Regions from separate parts of the Mus musculus genome. Here region 1 is linked to region 2. The links are chromatin contacts, called in public Hi-C maps. All regions are on one chromosome and are shown on one strand. Each heading gives the region's core, a stretch centred on a gene start, on an enhancer-like site or on the middle of the called end of the contact. The rest is flanking DNA. Distances are from core to core; before and after follow the strand shown. Region 1 has its middle 16 kb from the start of Ptgs1. Region 2 overlaps Dab2ip (disabled 2 interacting protein).

The links. A called contact is a pair of places that touch in the nucleus more often than the background predicts.
Region 1: a Hi-C map of the N1E-115 cell line shows a contact between it and region 2, with 3 times the contacts expected there. The contact joins two enhancer-like sites. A contact is called at or near these places in 2 of 484 Hi-C or Micro-C datasets (the N1E-115 cell line and embryonic stem cells).

What each region holds. Positions count from the first base shown.
Region 1 is chr2:36,210,735-36,217,914 of GRCm38.p6, forward strand. It overlaps a transcript of Ptgs1 not described here. Among named protein-coding and RNA genes, the nearest start is that of Ptgs1, 16 kb to the right of the region's middle. Within about 2 kb of position 2,502, at least 32 of the 459 cell types and tissues checked have an H3K27ac peak or open chromatin away from gene starts, as enhancers often do. A contact at or near this core is called in the N1E-115 cell line, where this site is marked.
Region 2 is chr2:35,727,560-35,734,814 of GRCm38.p6, forward strand. Dab2ip (disabled 2 interacting protein) reads left to right here. Exons shown (of 16, transcript NM_001114124.2): 16 at 499-3,435. The coding sequence ends at 666. Among named protein-coding and RNA genes, the nearest start is that of 9030204H09Rik, 88 kb to the right of the region's middle. Within about 2 kb of position 4,657, at least 70 of the 459 cell types and tissues checked have an H3K27ac peak or open chromatin away from gene starts, as enhancers often do. A contact at or near this core is called in the N1E-115 cell line, where this site is marked.

The DNA of each region.
Region 1 (7,180 bases), core at 1,252-3,751, 480 kb after region 2:
GGTGCGGGTGCGGGTGCGGGTGCGGGTGCGGGTGCGGGTGCGGGTGCGGGTGCGGGTGCGGGTGCGCTGAGCATCTCGGCAGGGCCTCCCAGAGCACTGCTGCGCGCTGCCTAGCGGGCCGCGGAGGATCCCCCCTGCGGTCTCCCGGGGCGCGACCTCCTGTACCTGCACGGGGGACCCGTTTCCCGGCGGCCGCCGGGCGGCAGGAAGCCGGGCATTGTTCCCTGGCAGAGGCCGGAGGGGAGTTCCCGGTTCGCGCGCACTGGGGAGAAGAGAGCAGCGCCCGCCTGCAACACGCGCTCCGCTGACCCCTGGCATCCGCTCAGCCCTGAAGCTCGCTCATGGATCTAGGTTCGAATCCCTGTTTGCAGTCTTCCTTAATTTCCCCTGAGCCCAGCTCGGGGTCAGACCCAAGATGCCCTTAACTCCCTCCAGCATGCTCACTCCTCAGCCCACCCTCGAAGTGGAGTTTTACTAGCTAAAGAGAAACTAGTAACAGGGCTCTAGTGAGGTCTCTTGCTGCAAAAGGGGCTTCCTACATTAGATCCTGAAGGACCCTCTCCTGGGCAGATTTTTACCCACCAGCACTGTGATGGATGGGGAAACTGAGGCCTGGGAGAAGATGATATTGCCTTAAGGTTGCCAGTCACAAAGTCTTGCTAGCTCAGAAGTTTGGCAATCCCAGGGGCCTTCTCTCTTGTGTGCCTAAGACCTTTGTGGCTGAGTGTTGTAGTAGATTCGATTAACACTAGTCTAGGTATTAGTGAGGGTGGTAATTAATTAATAATTATTTAATTATTGATTAATAAATTCATAACTAATTAACTATGAGGGTGAACCAGCTGCACACTGTTACCGAATTCCCAAGAATCAGAGGCCCAGGGATGTCCAGTAAATGGCTGAGGTCACACAGCAAAATGGTTGTGAAGTAAGATGACCTCCACGCACAGTTGGACCTGGACCTCTCTTTGGCGATTCTGTCTCCCGCCTACTGACATGTTGGGGACCTATCCTGAAGTGCCTTGGTTGGCTGGGCCTAGAGATTCTGATCATGGAGGAACCGGCTCCTCTCCACCCCTGCCCCCCACCCGGGAACCCTACACCGAGGGTAATTGAGATCAGATGCGGCAGTGACCCGAAAAATGCTCCCGGGAACCTGGAAGCATTTATTGTCTGCAAGGGAATCCAGGGCTCTCTCCCTGCTACCCTCCCTCCCTCTTCCCTCTCTCCCTCCCTGCCTCCTCCCCAGGCAGAGCCTTGGGTACTGCCTGAGGTTAGAGCTGGGCCTTGATGAATAGGGCTGCTGAAAGCGAAGTCCAGGCTTCCTCCTTCCTGGGGATATGGTTACAGGGGGCCAGACTTCCTGCCCCTCTGGCATCCTCTCCTTCCAGAGTGGATCTGCTGGCTTTCAGGGTAGGAGCTGAGCAGCTGGCCCAGGTTCAGACAGACTGGAGCTCAAATGTCACCTCCTCAGGGAGGCCCTCCTTGACCACCCCATAGGAACCAGCCCACCTACAGGCAGTCCTTCCTTCTGCTTAGATGGCTAGCAGTTATTTCTTCTGTTTACCTTGCACTCCAGGTAGCTGAGGGAGAGCAAAGGCTTTGCTTTGCTCATGACCATGGATTATAGTTTCTATGCCCACACATATATGCTCAGTGAATACCAACTGGATGCAGCCCTGATACGGGAATGGCTCTCATTGACCTCTGACAGTGGGATGTGACCTTGAACCTTTGCCTCTGACCTCCAGATCCCACATCATGACAACTTCATCCTCCTTTGGTTTCAGGCTCCTGTTTCTGCGGCTTCCTGTTCTACCTGTGTTCTACTGTCTCTGGCCCTGACTTGGGAGCTCCAGGCTGATCTCTGACCTCAGGTTCTGATTGTTGTCTGCCTTGGCTTTCCATTCGACCGACCGACTGTGTGACTCTGGCCAAACCTCTTGCCTTTCCTGAGCCAGCAGGATTCTTCTTCAAACAAGAGCCAACCTGAGAAGCCCAGGATGGATTTGTGACTAGCAAAGGTGGAAGGTGGCAAGGAAGGGGCTGATGCTTGAGTCCCCTGTCCCCTGGTGGTGGCCCTGGACAGTCCTGCAGATCCCTAGTTTTGAAGAACATAGTTTGAAAACCCACTTTCTTGATTTTTTTCCAAAATATTTTTTTCCTCCACGTGTGTGTGTGTGTGATTTTTTTCCTCCACGTGTGTGTGTGTGTGTGTGTGTGTGTGTGTAGAGGACAATTTGCAGGAGTAGCCTTCTGCTGCTCTATGGAGTCTGGGGATTGGACTCGGATTGTCAGGCTTGGTGGCAAGCACCTTTGCCCGCTGATTCATCTTGCTGGCCCCTTCTGTCTTTTTGTGCCTCTGCGGTGCCTTTTCTGAGGGACTGGCAGCAGCATGTCATTTCCTCCTGTCACCAAAGTGAACGGACTCCAGTGTGTGCTGGCCGTAGTGCTAATCATTGCCTCTGTAAGCAGCCTGGCACGGTCACAGGGGTATGGCAGGGCGAGCTGATGAAGCGTTGTCCCTGGGTGCACATTGTCTGGAATTCAGCCCCACCCCTCTGTCTTCCTCATGCTGATCACAAGGCCTGGAACAGTGCCCACAGATAGTAAGTGCTCAGTGAATGTACAGACAGCCAGGGAGGTTTCCTGTATGTGACCTGTGATGAGCTAACAGGCTGTCTGTTACCACCTCTGCATTAACAGTGATCTCAGAAGCCGCACATTTCCATTTGCCCTGGTCTCTTTGCGGGGCTTCCACTTGGGGGAGCCCGGGCAAGCCACCCTCGGGCAGTCGAGCATAGTCCCCTGCTCTGGACACTCAGGTTCTGCTTGTTCCAAGTGCTTGGTACCTGCTGCACGGCTGAGATGCAAATAACAGGACAGTGTGGGGGAGGGGATCGGGAAGCCTTTCCTGGGACGCCTCCAAGGGCTGATGTTAGGGGGGTTTCACTCAAGGGGGTGGGAGAGGGGCAGGAGAGAGTTCCCCTGGAAATGCTAAGGATGTGCACAGATGGCCTGGTGGTGGCTGGGTGAGTGGCCAAGGCAAGGGAGTGATAAGGATGAAGGCAGGTAAGAGAACGGTTTCAGGCTGCTCAAGCAGGTTCCCCAATTCCACTCCAGCAATAGCAGGCCATGCCAGTGTAAAACTGGTCTCAGTTTTACACCATGGGTAGAGTTGGGGGTGACTCAGACAACAAAATGTCTCAAAATCTGTTTCCAGGTTACAGTTCTTAGAGGTGAAAATGTAAATTTCCTAACAAGCCTCACCGCATAGGACACCTGCTCTGGCTAAGCCGTGTGGGAGTCCACTTCTCGTGCCTTTTCCACCGGGCCCTTTGGACTCTGTGCATGCAGGAATTTGTTTCCTAGAGGCCCTGGCAGAGGTCCTATTCCAGTTGTACCAGTGGTTTCTCCAGCCTGGCTAGCAGGAAACCTCCTTTTCCAGCCTGCCTTGCCTGAGCAGACACGAAAAAGGTGGCCTATGCTGCCACCTGGTGGTCACTTCGGAATACTGTCCTGTGTAGGGGAGTTTCCCCTGCAATGTTGCACTAAGGACTTTTACTGAGGTATCGACTCTGTCACGTGGCTTGCGTTTTGTTTTTCCTAGGCATGGGTATTCAGAACCCTGGCTGTGTGTGCAGAAGCCTGAAGTTCATAATCTGTTCTTCCTTTCTCTGCATTTCAAATCCAGACTGTGTGGAAAATGTAAAAGAGAAACTCAGTATCTTTTCTATCCAAGGGTTAAACAAGACACATTTCATTTAAAAACAAATGGAGAGAAGCTACTTGGCAGAAAGTCAAATTCCTTCCATGTCAGCACTTCTTTTCTTAATTTGGGTTTGTGTTTGTTATGTGTGTGAGTGTTTTGCCTAAAGCTTGTCCGTGCTCCTGATGCCCAGGAAGGCCAGAAGAGGGCGTCAGATCCCTTAGGACTAGAGTTTCGGGTGGTTGGGTCTCTCTGTGAAGGTTCTGGAAGCCATGTTTCTAGCCCCAAGGTCAGCACTTCTTGAAATGAAAAATATGTGTACTAGGTGCTCAAAAATCACATCCCGATTGTCGGCTGTGACACTTTAAGAGAGCCATTATGTAAGGATGTGAGGTGGACCCCATTTGCACCAGCAGGACCCACACTGGATGCACCCTCTGCACAAATCAAACTTACTGCCCTGCTGAAATACTTGTGATTGTGTGGTTATTTTCTGGGGACCCCAGACCTGTTAGGCAGCTATGGAATGCATCTCCTGCCATCCATCTTGTAAGACCAGCTCAGCTCCAGGCCCATCTTCCCCTGCTCCCTGCAGGCAGCCCTGGCTGGGCAGTACCTCATAGTGGTCCAGGCCCACGTTCCAGTTCCTGACTCCCACATTCAGAGCCCACTTTTGTTATTAGGTGCTCTGTGACCTCAGTCAGGTTGCTTGACTCAGTGCCCTACTCTACAAAACAAAGGCAACTGTGTCTCCTTCAGGGGGTTCTCTTTAGGGTGGGAAGAAATTCCATCTAATAAGTTATGCTGAATGAGGGTCATGTCTGGATGTGCTGAGCAAGGATGTGGTAGTCTGCATGGAGTGTGGCTGGGAGATCAAGTTCACCTGCGCTTCCAAGTTCAGAGATGATTTGCATGGCGTCACTGAGGGGCCAGCTGGTGTCCCCACATTCGTTCTCTGTCTCCAGACTGAGGGATGTTGCCTGACGCAAAGCCCCATGACTTAAGCTATGCACTTGGTTTCTCCCATGGCCAGTCCCCCACTCTAAGACAATAGAAGTGTGGTTAGCCCACCCTGAGTCACATCCTTCTGTTCTGAGGAGACATAGTATCTACAAGGTCCAGAGAGCTTCCCAGAAGCCTTAGGGTGAAGTCAAGCCCATACTACACAGCTGTACCTAGAATGTAGAATGTCGTGCAGCTTATATGCATTGGTAGAGTCTTAGCCATTATTACACAGTTCCCATCTACTTCCCAGAGGCCCCTCTCTGCAACCCCAGGGCCTTTGCACATGCTGCTTTCTCCGGGAAGAGCATTAGGGGTAAGCTAGGCGCCTTTTCTGTATGTTTCTGCCCCTCCTATCATCTCCACAGCCTTGTCAGTTGTCTGAGAGGGGCAAGCCGTTGTCAATCCTGTTCTTTCCTATCCTGGTGCTCAGACAGAGTAAACATTAGGCAGCCAGTTATTAAGTTAATTTTTAATTCCTCACTACAGAATGGAACTTAAAAACCAGATCTGGAAAAGGATCTGAATGCAGAAGGCACAGGTCTAATCAAGAGCCTGTTACCTCCTTAAGCACGCAGACTCAGCTAGTAGCTGCGCTCTAGGTTCAGGGCCAAGCCTGTGTGCTATCTTGTTTCTCATTTAGATCTTGTGTGCCTAATTACCTCCATGGTAGAGAAGCTCACAGGCGAATCTCCCACGGGCACATGGGAAGAGCCAGGCAGGACTCTGGCTCCTGAATGGCCTCTTGAAAGGGGCTTGGCGGCAGCTCGCCTGTCTCTAAAGGGCCGTGAGGCACAGGAAGACAGGAAGCAATGTACCACAGGTTCTGAAGATTAGAAAATTAGATTCCATTTTCACAGGCCCCAGGGCCTTCCTAGGAGGAGGCCATGTCCTGGGGAGGGGATGATGGCATACATGATAACCCCACTAAGGAGGGGGTAGGAGCCTGCACACAGGGTAGCCCCCCATCTGTCATGGGAGGAGGAGGAACCAGCACACATGTAGCCCCCATCTGCCACTAGGTAGGGGAAAGGGAGGAGGCTGCACACAGGGTAGCCCTATCCTTCTGTCAACTGCTGTTTGAGGTCCACACACTGCTGTTTGGGAGGCTGGGACCTAGAGCTGGCATCTCCCTTCATGTCTGTCCCCATCTCTGTTGAGCCCAGGCTTGGGTGGGGAGAGAGGGCCTGAAAAAGAGGAAGGAAGATTGCCTGGGTAGAGGTCATCCAAAGAGCAGAGGGAGGAGGGAAGGAGGAGGGAGGAGGGAAGAAGGAAGAGGGAGGAGGGAGGAAGCCCCTGGGAGGGAGCCAGGGTTCAGGGTTTCCAGGCACAGGCTGAACTCTGGTTCTGAGAGGAAAGGCACTCCAGGGTTTTGGAGTGGGCCACCTGAACTTGACCCTCAGGGCAGGTAAGCAGAAATCAAGGCCTCAAACAGACTCTATCCTGAGAGCCTACTGGGAGAGTTCTGGGGGCCAGAAGCTCTGGGCTCAGCTCTGTAATGTGTTCTTGGTCAACCTTTCCTGTGGGGGTGGGGATGGGGCTCAGTCTACTGCTCTGTTGAATAGAGGTGTAGGTGGGTGACTGCAGAGAGACTCAAGGGGTGCAGAGCAGGTGGGGGAGGGGGCTGGAGGTCAGGTTTGATGTGTCCCAGGGCCCTCTGTCCACAGGCTCACCCCTACCCCCACCCAGCTTCTCCTCTGCCCACAACACAGACCACAGCTTTCTCTTCTCCTTTTCTATTTTCAGATATCCTAGAGTTCCAAGGAAGGCCCAGGCTGGGCCAAGAAGCCACCTCCAGAATGCTGTTGTGGTGACACAGAGCACGCAGGGTCCTTCCCCAGCTCTGCTCTTGTCTTTCTCTGGGGGTGGGGTGGGGGGACGACAATTGGAACCTGGACTGCCCAGGAGGCTGGTAGTGGGTTGGGCAGAAGGAATGCAGCCCTGGCTCTCAGCCCAGAGGCTTTGGGTCCGCCTGAGGCTGCCTTGGGGGTGGTGGTGGTATACCTGGCTGGGCAGGGAGCTGCGACCAAGGGCTCTGTGTCTGAATTAGCTTAGGGTGTTTGTGGGGAGTGGGGAGTGGAGGTGTGGGTGGGACTGAGGGTGGGTGGGTAGCCCACAGCTTGGTTTTCTCCTCTGCTGCCTTGGGCCAGGCGTGTTCCTTCTTGTGTCTAGGCTGCTCCTGGAGTTGGGAGAAAGAAGGCTAAGTTAGTGCTGGATGACAATGACCCACCAAAGACTGCTGCTGAAGGGTCCTTGCCTCCTAAGGAGACTGCCACCATGCAGCCTCTGTGCGTGTGCTCTCCGCCCCTTCTCATGGTTTCCTGAACCCAAATCTCCTTCCTCTGAGTTCAGAGTCTGGGATATTAAGCACCATGCATGCTTCCCTCCCGTTCATCTGACTCCTGTTGGCCCTGGGAAGCCCCTCCTTGTCTCTCTCAGTGCTGTGTGTGCTCTTGGTCACCTGGCTCG
Region 2 (7,255 bases), core at 3,407-5,906:
GTAACTAGCTTCTCTGGTATCCTTGGTTACACCTCAGTGTAAAAACCATGGACCAGGAACCAAGGTCTCTGGGCTCTGAGGATGCTAACCAGGGACTTATGGAAGTGGAGTAGGCAGGACTAGGAAGGTGAAAGAAGGCTAGGCAGAAGGGCTCTGGTCCCCAAGCCCCTTCACTCACAGCTGTGTCCCTTTCTCTGAATGCCCCAAGAATTGGCAGGTTTGGTTAGAGTGTAAGCTACATAGCCTAGGAAGGAGCTCTGGGTGTGTGACAGTGTGAGAGGAAAGGCTCTGCCTTCGAGCTCAGGTGCTATAGCTCCGCTTTAGCTTTGTATAGGTAGGAGGCAAATTATAAGGCCCCAGTCTGTGATAGCACAGAACCTGCCCAGCTACTCCACAGCTTGGGCCTAACACACTTCTCTGGCCTGTCGTGGTGCTCTCTGCTGGCTACTGCTGGCTAGAGCCCACCTCAAGCATCACTAATGCCCTCTTTGCCCACAGGAAAAGCGCATTGCCTCGCTGGATGCTGCCAATGCCCGCCTCATGAGTGCCCTCACACAGCTGAAAGAGAGGTACAGCATGCAAGCCCGTAACGGCGTCTCCCCCACCAACCCCACCAAATTGCAGATTACTGAGAACGGCGAGTTCAGAAACAGCAGCAATTGTTAACCTGCCTGAGGAGAGGGGGACTGTGGTGGCCCGGGACAGGGTCTCCGTCAGGAGACTCCCACAGTTGCAGGCTAGCCTGCAGTGGAGGGGGCGTAAGACTGATGGAGCGTGAGACTGAGGGCACAGTGGCCCCCCTTCTCTTTGCCCACCTGAACAGTGGGTGTGGGTAGAGGCAGCGGAGACTGCACTGGGGAGTGGGGCCAGTCTGCAGGGAGGCCTGCCGAATGTGTCTCTGGTTGTTGAGTTTGGTATGTGGCACCTTCTCTCTGAGCAGCCAGGTGCATGTACCCCTCCTTACCCTTTCCCATGGAGGAAGCTACCTGCAAAGGGCTCAAGGAAGGTTTAGGGGCCACTGCTGTGGGTTTCCCATGGCCCCCAGGACCTGATGGAGTAGTTGACAGGCAGAGTGGCCCCTGTTCATCTCTGCCCTGAGCCCCTGCCACTGCATGCAGCTGGTCAGGGACCCTTCCAGGGGGTGAGGAACTGAAGAACAGAACCTCGGTCCTATGCCCATCCCAGACGTGACACCCTCCACCCTCCTTCCCTTCCTTCCTTGCATTGCCAAACAGACAGCACTGCACTTTCTCTGCTGGGCCCTCATACCCGTGGGAGGAGCCATAGCTTCCCACACTTCACATGCGGGCCTGGCTCATGCTCTTGGAACTCCAGAAGCCAGAGAGCTGGGCAGAGGTGGCCAGGTTGCACCATGCGTTGTAGCTGCCTTCTCCAGGGTCCCAGTGTGGCCTGCACAGTGGCCCTGTGGGGAGAGGCCAGCCAGTGCTCACCCTGCAAAGGTGATCTCTCTTCTCTGATAGTTTAAGAAAGAATTCTAAAGCCTGCCGGCCCTGAGAAGGTGGATAACTGTGATTTTTTTTCCTTTCACAGTATGCATTAGAAACAAAAGCCCGCTTGCTCGCTTGCTGGAACACAGGGGCCTTTTAAATTGAGCGAGCGCACTGCATGGGAAATAGCGGCCCTGGAGGATGTTAGACTTGCTCCCTCTCCAAGACAGCAGCAGCCTGCACCAGGCCCCGTGTGCAGTCGCCTCTCCTCACCCTCCCAGCCCCAGCCAAGGACCCAGGCACTGCAGGCAGGGAGGGGCATCCCCCACAGCTGGGGCTGGTTTTCCCCAGCTCTAGGCTGTTCTGTAGCATATCTGTCCCTCCCCCCCCCCCCTTTGTGGGACAGAGAAGGGCAGGAGCTTGGGTCTTTCTTGGGTCCCCATCTGTTCCCACACTCTAGATTCCAAGCCCTGGTTCTGAGTCACCTAGGGCAGGAGCTAGGCTTTGCCCAGGCAGCAGAATGGGGCTAGGCAAGCTGCACTTAATGCTCCTAGAGTCCTCACTAGAAAGCGTGGACATCCTGAGGTGTGGCCTAGCTAGGCTGCGCCCTGTCCTCAGTCCACGATGGACAGGCAAGGGTAAAAGAACCCAGTTAGGCTGCAGACCAATGCTGGGAGAGGGCGTGGCTATCAAGGGTCAGAGACCTCAGGAAGGAAGGAGGTGGGGCTGAGGGCCTGCCACTGCCTCTTCCTGCCCCACTCCTGTCCACACCCCTGCTCCCATGCATTTCAGCAGGGGTGGCCTCTTGGGCAGGGCCTGGCCTGGCCTGGCCTGGCCTGGGTCTTGCCCTTCCACTGCCCAGGGAGCCCTGTTTTCCTCCTCACCCACACTCTCGCCCATGCCTCGTAAAGTGACCTCTGTCTGAGCGCCTCCTAGCAATATGGGGAGGTCCCCAGGCCTGGACAGGAGAGCGCAGGGCCAGATGCAATGGCCCCCTCTGGTGGGGTTGTTAGCTCTCAGGCCGAGAGCCTTATTTACCTAGTGCAAAAACTGTAAAAGTGTACAGACTCTCCACAGATTTTTATCTTAATTGCAAGTCTGCAATATTTTTTTTGTAAATTTTTTTTTTGTAAATGTTCTTGGTGTTTGACTGTAATGGAACTATTTCACCCAAGGGATGTACATAGTCCTTTAGTCCTGGTGCTGCGAGGGCTGGCCAGGACACTGCTCTCACGGTTGATATTAGAGCCTGGAGAACGGTGCTGGGCAGGACAAAGAGCTTTGCAGTCTAGGTGTCTGTCTGTCTGTTTCCTGCCCGGGGCATTGATTCGTTGGCTTTCAAGCATGCTGTTTGGGTGGAAGGTTGATGGGGGCAAATGCCCCAGTGGGGCCAGTAAAGCATCCTCCTGCCCACAGCAACGGCTTGGGGCGTCTGAGCTCTGCTTACAGCAAGGGCTGGAGTTGCCAGAGGCCCTGCTCTGGGAAGACCCTGGCCACTGACACCCAAGATCTGATGGAGAGAGCGGCCCCACCCTTGCCAACACAGACACCTGACCTTTTTGTTCAACTTGTGTGTTAGGGTGAAGGAAACTGCCAAACTTCCTCTGAGTGAAGACCTCTGACTGCCCAGGAGTAGGGGTGGGGACCAGGGCCAGAGCTCAACGTGTACCCCAGCACCTGCCCGAGGGACACTCCTCCCTCATACTCATAGGTCTGGGAGCCAGACTGTCCAGGGAACCAGCCCCTCTTTTCTATATACTCGGCCACAAGGCTACCCGATCCCCCACTGTGCCCAGCTCCCCCTTTTGTAAGTATGTGAAAAGGAAAAATGCAAAGGTTGGATCGGCCGGAGCCCTTCCCTCCAGTCGAGACTTTTAACCCTGTAATAATGTACAGAGAAGTTGTTGGTGTTCGAAGACTCCGTGTGGCTGTGCAATTTCTGTACATTTGCAATTAGAAATATTAAAGATTTATTTAGCTATTTTAAGCCTGACTTGCCTTTCTTCATCTGTGTCCTGGCTTGTTTTCCTACAGGTAACTGGATCTTGACCTAATACTGTTGTTCTAGTCATGACCCCTACCTGGGTGACCTGGGACTGCCCCTCCTCTCTGTGGAAAGCCCTGTGCTTGGGAGTGGAGCAGCTGACCTCTTAAAGGCCCTCCCGACCTGCACAGGCTGGGAGCCCCAGTGATTCCTGGGAGCTGAGAGCTGCCATGCTTCCTGCTGCAGAGGTTCTAGGTCGACCCTATTAATCTGCAACCTGATGAGAGAAGAGCTGAGCTCTGCTCTGCCCAGGGTTACCAGTGAGGGGAGGCTAAGGCTGGCTGACCCCACGCATCTAGTGCTTGGTTTTTAGGGTCAGGTTTTCCTGAGCTGGAAATGAACTCACTGAGAGCACTTCAGCCGTACCTGCTGGATGAGTGAGTGCCTTGCGTCCCCAGCGGTTTGTCCCGCATCTGTCAGTGTTTGGGATCCTGTCTTCTGATGTGCGATAACCCTGGGTTGAACATGAGCAGTTCAGCCTTACAAGGGCAAGAACACACAGAAGCCCAGAGCAAACTGGCACAAAAACACCTCCAGACCCCTAAAAAATAGAAAAGAAAAAGAAAAAAGCAGTTGGAGGGTTTTTAGGCCTTCTAATAAGCAAGGACCATCAAGCATTCACCCTCGTGAGAACAGATCTGTCTGTCAGATTGCAAATGAGAAATTGCCTACACTTGGCTACACCGAAACATAAAGAAAATGCCTACCCAGAGGCCAGTTTAGGCTACAGTGAGAAATGTATAAAAAACAAGCAGATAACACTACCAGGATTTTTTTTTTTTAAAAGAAACGAGTCTTGCAGTTAAATGAGGATTCCTGATCACATGTGATTCGTCTCCTCCCCAAACATCATTGTACTGACAAGATTAATGTGGGAGGAGATCCGAGGAGATAAGAAAATTGCTTAACTGTCAACTGGAAGCTGACGGGAAAGGTTTGCTTGCCCAGATCCTACCCAGAGGCTTAGGTGGGAGCCCCCAAGCATAGACAACCGTATAGTCAGAGCCAGGACAGCTGCCCCGCAGAGCCCTGAAAGGACGGTACTATATGCTGGCCATCATTCTCTGGAGAAATGGAACCCAGTGAGTTCTGACCTGGGGACACCAGCCACAGGGCTGAAAAGGGGAAGTGAGCCCGGCCTCGGTCCTTCTGCTCATTTTAGAGAGATTTCCTCAATGAAAGGACTGAGTCACAGTGCTTCTGTTCCAGAAGAAGCCCGGGCTGTGTGCGTACACCCTCGGAGAGCACGTGTAGTCCAGGACCCTGAGGCCATTGAAAGCTTGCCATCTGCTACATAGCAAGAAACCAGGGCGGATGACACGCGGACCCAGGGTTGGAGACAGTGGAGAAGGGGACTGGAAAGTACAGATGAACATAGGCTCTCTTTAGAAGCAGCAGGGACCCTTGCCGCACCCTCTGCTCCATGTAAATGCCCCCCCCACACACACACACACACTGCACTTTCACCAGAACCATGTGCCCGCTTGGTATTGCCACTTGAGGATTTCATTCACATCAAACTTGATTTGTCTGAAATAGAGTTCTTGAGCTTGAAGCCTCTAAAACTTGTTCCTTTCCTCATTTTTCAGCGCACACCCCCCCCACCCCCCCCACCCCCCACCCCCCGGTTACAACTCTTCTACTGTTTGTTCAAGCCAAGGGCTAAGCGCGACTTCCTTTAAACGCGAATTCTCGATTCTCAGGCCTTAGTGGAAGTGCACAGATTTAGAATGACGTTGCTGAGCCCTTCTGAGTGAAGAGTGGGCTCTCAATCAGTGTGCCCCCATTCTTTTAAAGAACAGCCAATGAATCCCACCACAGGCCAACGTGCCCCACCGTCAGTGGCAGTTTGCTCCGGGGAGAGGGAAGGGAAACGTCAGTGTTCTGCTTTCTCTTCTTCCTTTGTGCTGTTTGAATATTTTACAGCCAGTTTTATTTCTCGTTTGGATACGGAGGAGCCATTTAAAAATAAATAAAACATACCCAATATAATGAAACGCTGTGCAGCCATTAAATTTGTAGAAGAATAATAAATGACATTGAAAGATGTAAATAATGTATTAAGTGTAAACGCTGATAACGGAATTATATGTCCAGGAGGATTCTGGTTTAGCGTTTTAGACCATGTTCACAATAACACCTGGGTTGGGAAATGGTAATTGGTAGGTTAGAGCTTGAGTTTGGACATGCATGAGAGTGGGCTTTGAGCCTTAATGGCTATTGATTGGCAACATGGTCTTAGCATCATGGAAAAGCGCTCCATTCTTAGTTTCCTTGCTGTAAAATGAAGAAGGTAGTGCCTGTACTGCAGGGACGTCTTCAGGGAGGACTGCATTTGAGGAACAAACAAGTGGTCTTTATAGGACTATAGGAGGATCGAGGAGCATTTCCAAGGACGGGAGAGACAGACGGCTCCATGGTTAACTGTGCATCCTGCCCTTGCAGGGGACCTCGATTTGGTTCCTAGCACCCACATCGAGCAGCTCGCAAACACTTTTAAGCACATGGCTTAAAATAAGATCTTTAAGAAGAATAATTTCACAATAAAACCTAAAGTCACACTTGGGATCATCAAAGAGAGAAATGCCAAGATGTGGATCAGATGCTGACCTAGGGATGCTGAGTGTGGTCCTCTTGGCTTACGTATGCGCTCTACATTTTTTTCCCTCAACATGTTTTTGTGTTTATGATGAAAATCCAATTAAAAAATACCTGGAGCTCAGTGGTAGAGGGCTTGCCTTGCACTGAAAAAAGTCAGTACAATCTCTAAAAGCGAAGCATTAGACCCCCCCCCCCATCACTTCCTTAATGGGGAAGGAAGTAAGAGGTGGTGAAGAAACGGCAGAAAAGAAGCTCATTGTACTTCCCGAGGGACACGGGCAAGAAAACAAAACAAAATGGGATTTTCTTAAAATTTCCCATCCCCCAAATGGTCTTTGCTTAGGGAAGTGGCAGAATACAAAATAAAGATACAAGACAGATGCTGCTTTCCCCAGCAGCTGGCAGGAGGGAAGGCGTGGTTGGTGTCGGCGGGAGAGAGGTGGGCATACAGGGCTTCTCAAACCTGACCAACCCAGTGAGCATCACACTGTCTGGATTGAGTAGTTACCAGACCTGTGACCAAGGTGGGTTGTCTGCTGGTCTGCGGCACACCGAAATCCTGAGCTATGGCTATATTACACTGTCTGCTGAATTCATAGGAAGATGGTCATGTCTTCCACATCCATGTTTAGAATTGACTGCTATCTTTGTGACTCCTGGTTGTCATTTATTTCTGAGTGTCTTGAAATAAGAAGACAAACAGCCCTTCAAAGGTCCAGCTACTCAAATCACCTGATTCTCTGGGGACCAAGGTCTGCCCTTCTGCCTGTCCTTCCCACCAGCCAAAAGGTTGGCACCGAGGCCCTGAGGGCTAGAGAGGGGCCCTGCAGTTATAGGGGGAGCCCACACATTGCTGATGTGTGAAGATTGGCTTTGCCCACAGAGAGACCCATGAGGTCAGGGGACTCCACACTCTTCGAGTCTGGAGGGAGAAGGCCTCAGTCTCAGAAAGGTCTCTTACAAAATGTTTACAGCTTTTACCCTTTCATGACAGAAAGTAGCAATTGTGTGAAAGCAGACTTTTTTTTTTTTGACAACCAAGACTTACACACAAATATAAGATGAACATATGTTTAGTGTTTTTTTTTAATTCACTAATTAATGAAGAATCCAGTCAGTTGTCACAGCCAATTCAGAGGAGAATTCAAAGAGCTGTGCGTAC